Linked DNA regions of Rattus norvegicus: region 2 is linked to region 1. The links are chromatin contacts, called in public HiChIP or PLAC-seq maps. All regions are on one chromosome and are shown on one strand. Each heading gives the region's core, a stretch centred on a gene start, on an enhancer-like site or on the middle of the called end of the contact. The rest is flanking DNA. Distances are from core to core; before and after follow the strand shown.

Evidence for each region. HiChIP or PLAC-seq counts read pairs in DNA pulled down with a chosen protein or histone mark.
Region 2: a contact with region 1 is called in an H3K27ac HiChIP or PLAC-seq map of oligodendrocytes, with 4 times the contacts expected there. The contact joins the promoter of Kmt2c here to the promoter of Actr3b in region 1. A contact is called at or near these places in 1 of 12 Hi-C or Micro-C datasets (frontal cortex) and 1 of 1 datasets of contacts at active chromatin or transcription factors (oligodendrocytes).

The regions. Positions count from the first base shown.
Region 1 is chr4:10,085,881-10,090,740 of GRCr8, forward strand. Actr3b (actin related protein 3B) reads right to left here and starts at 3,482. Exons shown (of 12, transcript NM_001191860.1): 1 at 3,376-3,482. The coding sequence starts at 3,419.
Region 2 is chr4:10,351,774-10,356,994 of GRCr8, forward strand. It overlaps Kmt2c (lysine methyltransferase 2C), which reads left to right and starts at 2,704. Exons shown (of 46, transcript XR_010065729.1): 1 at 2,704-3,142.

The DNA.
Region 1 (4,860 bases), core at 2,232-4,731:
GGTTTCCTGGACCCCACACATGCACCTAAGATTCCTGGAAGGCCTCCCCATGTTAATGAGGCATCTCAGTTCCTTAAGCCTTCGTGGTCTTTGCCTGGATATTCTCATCCTCTTCCCCAAAACTATATAAACCTTGGTTCACCCAGAATCAAGTGTATGTGTATACAAGTACATACAGAATAAAGAAATACGCTGACCAGGCTGCTTCATCCTTCCAGCCCAGTGTGCATCTGGACAAACAGAGAGGGAGACAGAGGACTCAGACCCACAAGGGCTACACAGAGAAACCCTATCTCAACAAAGAAACAAAAACCCCGTTTTAAAGAAAGAGGTAGATGCTGTGCTAGGGTTTTTGGTGGATGCACCAGGGAAGAGCAACAGATGCTATGACTCCTTACAAAGTTGCACAACCTCTCTCTACCAGAAACACCAGACAGCCAAAACTGAGGGGCATCATCTACATAAAAGTATCAAAAAGACGACTGAGGAACTATCCCAGAAGCTGTGAGACACGACTAACGTAATGATCAGGTGTGGAGGCTGAAGCAGGGGCTGCATAACAGGCCCTCCCTCACTCCACCCCCTTAAAAACATGACCACCAAATGCAAAGTCTGAGGCAATTGCTAGACAGGGTTAGACTCCAAAAAAGACAAGAACTGAAACTGCTCCCAAGTCCAGACTGCAGAGGGAACAGCAGTGCTGCACACATGTTAACTTCTCTGACGAGTCTGGGATTATATAAATCCTTGCTCTCACTCAGAAAGTAGGCACTGAAATCTAGGAGGGTAATGCCAACAACCTTCTTTTAAGCAGCTCAGAAAAGTAAGAGCACATTCAGGAGTCTTGGGTGGCATGACGTTCAAAGCCGCTGAACCTGGAAGAATAGATTTGCTCTCTCCCAGTTCTCAGTAAGCTTGGAATCACTTCAAAGATGGTTTAACTGTGTAAAACTACCTTAAACGTTTGGGTGAGATGTGAGACAGGGTTTGTGGTGTTTTCTCTGGGAGCTCAGCAGCCTTTAAATAGTTGAGACTTAATTTTGGGCCTCACAGATACCTTCGTCTGTTTCTCTCTTGTCCCCAGCATGCCTGTGTCCACTCAGCTAGCTTGGCAGCTCATCAGACTCGAGGTCACAAAAGAAATGTATTTCCTATAAAACACAGGCCAGATGAGCATGCTAGCTCACACCCGTAATCCTAACGCTTAGGAGGCTGAGGCAGGAGGATTTCTTCAAGTCCAGTTCAAGCTTGGGTTATACAATGAGAAGACTCTATTTAAGAGAAAGACAGAGACAGTAAGACAGAGAAACAGAGAGGGCACACAGACGGACAAGACTGGACCTCAGGGTGCAATTCAGTGGCAGAGGCTTCCCTTACCAATATCGCTGGGTTTGACGCCTATCACCATCAAAACAACACAACACAATGCAAAACAAAAATCTGTCCACTTATTTCATCAGCAGTGCCCACGTGATCTCTCAAGTCTATTCTGTTCCTCAGCCCTTGCTATTTTTAGCTGCACTGTTCTATTCTGAGGTATAACTTGGTCCAAAATGAGATCTCCCAAGTCTATTCTGTCCCCCAGCCCCTGCTATTTTCAGCTGTATCTTACATTTAGTTCTATTCTGAGGTAAAAACTCAATCCAAAATAAATACAAGAATTACTAATACATGGAAGCTGGCACGTTTAGGCTATGCAGCCTTCCTTCTGCTCACACACTGAGCACTAGGAAGTCATGATAACCACAGGGGCTTCAATGGCAGAAAACACCCCATAGGAACCCCAGGTCCCTGGCACTGTGTCCAGAGCCTATGACAGCCCACAGATGACACCCTGAGGCACCCAGGGCCATGATGATCCACTGGAGGTGACAGCAGCATTAATCACTGACCCCAAAAGGTCAAAACTGAGCATGCTTTAGATATTTATAGCAAGAACAATGAGTAAGATCTCAGCTTACTAATAAGAAATAAAACACAGTTTATAAACCCGGGGAGAACTGTTTTGCTGTACCACTGCACAATGCTTCGTATTTCAGCAACCAAAAATCTCACCCGCAGACGTTAAAACAAACAACTTTTACATATTGCCTTCACTGCTGACACTACCAGACTGAAGGGAGTACCAGTTAGGGTGAGACTGTAAGGGGAGCCAGCACATACAGAGTGGGCTGGGAGAGCCCTACTGCTTTGAGCATGTCTGGAAGTAAGCAACTTCTCAAATACAGGGCAACAAAACTTCTCTAGAACGTGTATTTCCAAAAGAAGAATTAGCACAAATAAAGGATGTTTTTCCAGTCTGCATCACTGCTGGTTCCCGAGTACCAAAAGGAAAGACACATCAGTAGGAGATGGACTGTAACAAATTAGAAGACACCCCCACAAGGTTGTCAAGGAAACCAAACCAAGTATATTTTTCTACAGGAAAGAATAGCAAGAGAACATGCCACAGACTATTTGGTGACAAAGGACTACAATCCCTTGAAAAACATTTTAAGAGGCTAAATTTATTTGCAGGCTATTTATGAAGTACTTTGTCGGCAATGCCAGCAGGTATTCCCAAACCCCCAGGTTGGAGGGCTTGGTTGCCACCTTCCTAAAATTAGCTAAGCCTGACAGCATAAGCCACGCTTAAGGTCTCCTCTGAAAAAAAAAAATCAACGTCTTCCAAAAAGAAAAGAGCTATCTACCTCCCAAAAAAGAAGACTTTTTATTCAAAATGTTAGTCTTTTTTAAATGCATCGGTCAGTGTGTGTGTGTGTGTGTGTGTGTGTGTGTGTGTGTGTGTGTGTGTGTAAAGCAAAGATGAGTGCATGCAAACCAAAGCAGGGGCTGGGCTTGGCTGTGCCATTCAGAGTGGAAAAGAGCAGAGTGGGAAGGGGGACAGGGTGTCAAGTTGACAAGGCACGTGTAAACATCTCCACAAGTAGGTGCTTGGTACATCAGAAGAGAAAGGTAAAACGCCCATGAGTGCAAAGTATGAAGACAGGTGACAAGCACCATGGGGGTGGGGGGGAGCAGTCGTGGGGGGAAGGGGGCCGGACCCTGAGCTCTCAGGTGCAAGACCTGCAGCGAAAGCATCTGCAGCAACATCCCCACGAGGTGCTGCCCACCCGGCAACCCCGCAGCCCCATGCCCTCAGCACCCCATCTTCTCAGAGCCCCATCCCTTAGCTCTCTATGCCCTCAGATTGAGCTCCGTCCCCACAGTTCCCCACCCCACCCCTAGACTGAGCCCTATCCCTCAAACTCCCCAAACCCTCAGACTGAGCTCTGTCCCTCAGCGCTTCGTCCCTCCGCGCTCCTCCAGCGGTCTGACCCCGCGGGGAAATGGCTTCAGGACGCCCAGCGAAGCGTGAGTGGGCGCGGCTCTTACCCGGTGCCGCAGTCAACCACGCAGGGAGGCAGCGAGCCCGCCATGCTCGTCCACGAGGCGCTCGGTCCCCACCAGCCCCAGCGTGCACCGGGGACCCAGAGCCTAGCTGCCAGGTCGCTGCCCGCGCCGCTCCCCACCCAGGAGCGGCCGGGAACCCAGAGGCTCCGCCTCGTGACGTCACTCTACAGTTGGCCAATCGGGGACGCGCACGCTCCGCCCCCTTGTCAGCCATCCTTACTGCTGGCAGCTAGGCTTTTTAGCCTCTGCATCCATCCTGCAGTGGAAGAGATTGGAGTCTATTTTTAACAAGCATAAGATGACTATGACCCCATTTGCGAGGCCTGAATTCTTTCTCTTCTCTCTTTTTTTCAAATCGTAATTTTGTTTTGTTTTGTTTTCGAAGCAGGGTTTCTATGTGTAGCCCTTACTGTCCTGGAACTTGTTCTGTAGACCAGGCTAGCCCCACTTGTCTCTGCCTCGGTAATGCTGGGATCAAAGGTGTGCACCACCACTCTCGGCTTATCTAGTTGCAACTTTTTTGATATCATTGGGTGTGTGTCTGTCTGTTGGTAGGTGCATGTATGTAAGAGCAGGTGCTCTTGGAAGCCAGAGGCTTGGGATCCCCTGCAGCTGAAGTTATAGACAGCAGTGAGTGGGCACCAGGAGTCCGAACTGGGTCCTCTGGAAGCTCAGCAAGTGCTCTTAATAGCTGAGCCATCTCTCTAGCCCCGCTTTCTCTTCTCTTAATTCTCACTTCGGTGTTCCCTTCATTCTCTACCCCAACAACCTCCTGATTTTGTTTCTAACCTTTAAAGCTAGTTTGGGTACTTATTTATAGATAAGCACCTCTGCTGAACTAGGTCTCCTAGGACAGGGCCTCATGCTTAACACCTTTAGCGCTCTGATAGTAATCACCTGAATGTTGAATGAATGAGTAACCTTCACTGTAGAAAAAAATACTGACGACTTTCTATGATAGAACATTGCATAAATGTATCCTGGGAGAAAATCAACAAATGTATAATTAGTCTTAAGGAATAAATGCTGTGTGTTTAGCATCATTTGCTCCATGTATATTATTATATTGATCATGCTTTAACAGTGTGTCAAGTCGACATGACCTAGAACACTTAGGTTAAGTCAATACCACACCAACAGAACTAGGAAATATTTCCAATATGAAAGATAGGGTGATCACCCAGCATCGTTGAGGAAACCAAGACTAAAGAAGGAAACTGCCTACCTACCGGAAATCCCACTTGTGCCCTACACATTAGCCTCTAAAGTTCTTGACTGATGCCTGAGGAACTTTCTAGAGATGTAGTAATTCACTTGGTCTTTTCTGGGACTTAAAGAATTGTGGGTTTTCCACAGATGAATTAGATTATTTGACCACTCATAGGTAATTCTTTATCCTTTTTTCCTGCATGCAAGGGAGCAAATAATCCTAAACCTAAAACAATGTCCAGGGGAACTAAAGAGAAA
Region 2 (5,221 bases), core at 1,454-3,953, 270 kb after region 1:
TATATCCTAGTCTGGCTTCTAATATACTGCATGGTGCCAAAGAAATGTCAGTGAACTACTACTGATCCTCCTGCTACTGGGTGATAGGTTTGTATCATCAAGCCTATTTGATTTTGAGCTATATTTTACAATTTGTTTTTTTTAATTAAATTCTATTATCAACTTGCTCTTTTGTTTATGAATTACATTTTAATTTATGAATTACACTAATAACTACATATCTGAAGCCAAGTATCATAAGCCCTATCTTTTAAGTTTGTATCTCCCCCCCCTTTTTTTTTGTAGTTTTGGCTGGGTTGTCTTAGGAGACCATGATGGCCCCAAACTCATAGAGATCCACCTGTTTCTGCCTTTCTAGTCCTGGGATTAAAGACATGGGCCACCATACCTGGTTCCTTGCCCATTCCTCTATTTTAACCATAGCAACAACAATGTAACATTTATTCTTTTTAGATGAATACTGTTCTTATTCTAGTATCAAAAGTAAACAGTTTTATTTTAAAAGTTTATATTTCAAAGCCAGGTCCAGGGGCTGGAGAGATGACTTAGCAGTTAAGAGTACTGTTAGGAAAGTGGAGTTGATTTCCCATGCCCACACTGCAGCTCACAATCGCTTGTAACTGCAGTTCTAGGGCACTGGACACCTTCTGGTCTCCTTAGGTATCTGCACATACATGATGCACATAAACTTATGCACACACGAATACAAACAAAAATTTTGTTTAAAAAAAATCTTTAAAGACGATTCAGTCTAGGGATAAAAGTCAGTGGTGGAGTGCTTGCTTACCTGTGTGTGAAGCCCTGGGTTGAATATGCCACAATGATAATTTAATTGTTTAGACACCCCAATTTCCTCTCTCTTTTTAATTTGTAGCTTACCTTTATCCTGGCAGCTTCCTTTCCTTCTCCAAGCTTCCTTTGACTGTACATATAATAAAGCCGAAAAGGCCTGCAGAGATTAAACCCTGAAGGAATTAAAATGACTCAAGGACTCAATTTCAGCCCTTGCAAACAGCAAACAAACAATGCTTACAGCTGTAATATGTGCTAGACTATCAAAGTTTGATCCAGATTGGAAGCCCGGTTCAATGTTAATAACCTGGCTGTTAGATGCAGGAAATGTTAACAGGATCTCTAGAAACAAGTGTATTCTTTTTGCCCAGTATTGAAACTGTTGAGAATGGAAAGAATTGATCGCAAAGCGCGCTCGGATTCCAGGCTCCCAGCAGCTCAGCGAGTGACAGGCTACTCTAAGCCTTCCACGATGCTCCACAGATCTGTTTTCCCATCTCTACTATTTCTAACTCCCACATGTCAATCCCTAGTGCAAAGGAAGCGCGGAGCAGCTCGGCATCCTAGCGATTTCTGGCCCCATTTTTAAGGAATCATTTTTTTTTTTTAAAAAAAAGGGAAACAGCTTAAAAGTATCTCCATTTTTACATCTTGAACACACACAACGTTCACACTGATGCATTTCTGTCCTTGTAGAGATATTTTCTTCCATTCAATTCGCCAGCTTTTTTTTTTTTTTTGTCCAGCAGCCTCCGGGGCTCACAGTGTTTAAAACATGACGTCGAACGGAGAAACTACAGCTGGAGTTAGGATCTAAAGCTGTCCTGCCACGGTTGCATCGCATTGGGGAAGCCTACGTGGGATTCCGCGAGGTCCGGGGCAGCCCACGCCCGCAGGGGGGTCGCGGACGCACGTGCGCGCACCGCACGCGGGTGCACGCTCCGGAGTGTTTACACCACTCCCCACCCCCGCCAGGCCGGACCCTGATCCGGGATACCCGGTCCGCAGTTTAGCTCCTGCCAGAGCCCGAGTTGCAGCCGTCGCCGCGTCAGAGCGGGCGGGGGAGGGGCGGTGAGGTCAGCGGCGGCGGCCAGGCTGCGCGCGGCGCATGCGCGGATCCAGCCCCGTGAGTGGCAGCAGCTCGCTGGGGGCGGGGGCGGGAGGCGCCTGTGTGTGGGCGAGCCGGCGGCGAGTTTGAGAGGTCTGTGGTGCGGGTCGCCCCGGGGGACCCGGGTGCGGGCCTCGCGCGACAGCCACTGCCGTGTGCGTGTGTTGTTTGTGTGGCGAACGCACAGCCGCAAAACTTCCTCCTTTGCTGCCCCAGGAGAGAAAGCAAGCGTGAGGGAGCGTTCGCGAGCGAGAGAGCGAGCGAGCGAGCGAGAGGGAACCCAGCGTGAGGGAGCCAAGCTTGATGGAGCCGAAAGCTAGCGTGAGGGAGCGATCCCGAGCGTGAGGGAGCGATCGCCGGCGGGAGAGCGGGCAAGCGATAGGGAGCAGGAGGGCTAGCCGCGCGAGAGAACCCAGCGCGAGGGAGCTAGCCATAGGGAACGCCGTGAGCGAGCAGTGTGTGAGGGAGCGATCGCCAGCGCGCGACTGAGAGGCCGGCACTCGCACCAACCCGGAACCCACCACAACAACTGGAGCAGCTGTCAAAACTTCGCCGCGGCGTGGGCCTGACGGGCTGACGACGCGGGGGAGGGGTGGCTGTCCCCGCCCCGCCGCCCCCTCCGCGGCCCTTTCTCCTCCGGCCGCGGGCGGCCTGGGGGAGGGGTCGGGCGGAGACCCCTGCGGCCGCCCCCGGCCCGCGCCCCTCGCGTCGCGCCCCGCCCCGCCCCGCTCGGCGCCGCCCTCCCGCCCGGCCCCGCCGGCCCCATCCTTGGCCGCGGCGCCCCGCCCCGCGCGGCCGGCCCCGCCCGCCCCGCCCGCTTGCCCGCCGCCCCCCGCCGGCCCCTGCGCGCCGAGTGCGCGCGCCCGCGCCGATGTGTGTGAGTGCGTGTCCTGCTAGCTCCATGTTGCCGCCTCTCCCGGTACCTGCTGCTGCTGCTGCTCCCGGGGCTGCGGGAAATGCGAGAGGCTGAGCCGGGGAGGAGCAACTCGAGCAGCAGCAGCGGCGGCGGCTGCGGCCGCTGCGGCGGGAGGAGCCCCCCAGGAGGAGGACGGGGATCCATGTGTCTTTCCTGGTGACTAGGATGTCGTCGGAGGAGGACCGGAGCGCGGAGCAGCAGCAGCCGCCGCCAGCACCCCCCGAGGAGCCCGGAGCCCCGGCCCCGAGCCCCGCAGCCGCAGACAAAAGACCTCGGGGCCGGCCTCGCAAAGATGGCGCTTCCCCTTTCCAGAGAGCCAGAAAGAAGTAAGTTGAGCGCGAGGGAGCCAGGCGGGCGGCCAGCGGCGGCGCGGCCCGGAGCTGTCAGGCCCCCGGCCCGGTGGGGGCGGGGCGGCCCAGGCGCGGCCCGGTTCGGCGGCGCCCGCGCAGGTCCCGCTGCCGCGCCGCGCACTTTACTTTGGAGTTCGGCCTCGCTTCTGGGAGAACCGCCCGGCGGCTTCCCCAGGGCCTAGCCGGGCGTCCGCACACGCCCCGCCGAGCACGCCCAGCTTGCTGCCGGCCCGGCCGCTCGGAGCCACAAAGCTGTGGACGCCAGGGACCGAGCTGTCAAACGCCGCGGCCGGGTGGTCCCGGTGCGGCGGCCGGCGCTCTTTGTCAGCTCGCGGCTCCTTTAACTTTTCTTGCTCCCAGACCGGTGCTTTTGCTCCTTAATGATACATTAGGAAGCCATTCGAGCCTGTCCTCCCCATCCCCCACCGCCCCGAACCGCACCGCCCGGCTCCGCAGCCGGCGCTCGGGATCGCACGGGCCCAGGTGTGAGCGGACGAGCCGGAGTTTCGGGGACGCGTCCGGGTTCCGCGGCGCTGACGGCAGAGAGTACTTTGTTTAGGGGAGACAGCTTTAAAGGTCGCTGGACGAGTAACTTCAACTCCAGCTGGGCAGGGAATGGCTTTCGATTGTTTTTGAGCGTACGTGAGGACTGTGCTCGGTGGGTGAACCGGGCTAGAAGTGTTGTCTTTAAAAGTGGTTATTCGACAACTTGGCTTGAAAATTAAGGAAACCGTTTCAGTGCCAATGAGTTAGTTGCTCAGCAATTGTGGCTCTTCAGGGTGCTGCGGAAGATTGGTGACCGTCTTTCAAAGTTGCAGAATGGCGTGTGTTGCTCACTCATTTCATTGTATGATATTCTCATTGAACTGTTGGCGGTGGAAGGGTGTGCTGGGACTTGCAGGAAGAAGCCAGCACATTATGGATAGGCTGTTTGTTTGGTTTACCTGCATTTGTTGTGTCTGGTGATTGCAGCAAAAATAGTGTTACCTGAGCCTGGGCTTCGGGAACCCAATTAGCTCTTGACACAGTGTACCTTTTTTTTTTTTTTTGCGGGGTTGGGGGTGTTTGCTGTCTTTTTACTACTAAATGTTCCGGGGCCTTTAGTCGCCTCCATATTTTCTCGCCTGCCAGCTCTTACCTAGCTGTGAAAAATCTTGAGGGAAACACTGTATAGAGGATGTATACATTATTACATTAGGTTCTTTGTGATACAAAGTTACGAGTTTATTTTGTCTGTTACATTGTAAGGTGATGTAACATGCCTGCCTTGACTGAAATTTGGAGACGTTATGTGGAATTTTCAGTAACTTTGGACGTGGTCAGTTTAACATAAATATTGTTCTAAAAAGCAACCCGGGATTAAGCCATGTTAGAGGTTTACTTCGATTCCTTCCCATTTCACTGTTTGAAAAACATCTGCATCTCATAAGAGGGTTCATGATGGCACAGGCCTGTAAGATCTTTTTAAGCCTAACACTCAGGGAGGCAGAGGCAGGTGGAGTTCAAGGCCAATTGGTCTACAGAGGGAGTTCCAGGACAGTAAGGGCGACACAGACAATCCCTGTCTTGAGAAAACAAAACACATTAAAAAAAAAACAAACCCTACTTACTATACGTTAAATATATGTTTATATTTGCATTTAAGTTTTTCCTTTTAGAAAGAGCAGAAATACAAGAGCTCATTTTTGCATTGCTAGGGTGCATGCACACACTCAATGTGTTTCCCTATTGAGATGAATTTAGGTGTATTAATGCAACTCCTTTGAACTGGAAGAAAGGTTGACTTGAAGTTATTGTCACTTTATTATTTTAATTCTTAGCACTATTATTAATCAAGAAAAAATGGCCTTTTGAGAGGTTAAACATTTTCCTAAAGAATGACAGTCTAGTCTAAGGACACTTTGGGAAATGTTTAGGTTAATTCTGTTTTAGATTTTTTTTTTTTGGATTTGAAAAGCAACACAGAATTCCTTACAGGGAATGTAAAATGTAATGGTAATTGGCTTCTAAATTTGAAATTCTTAAAAATTATATATCTTTTAAAGGGAATGGAAA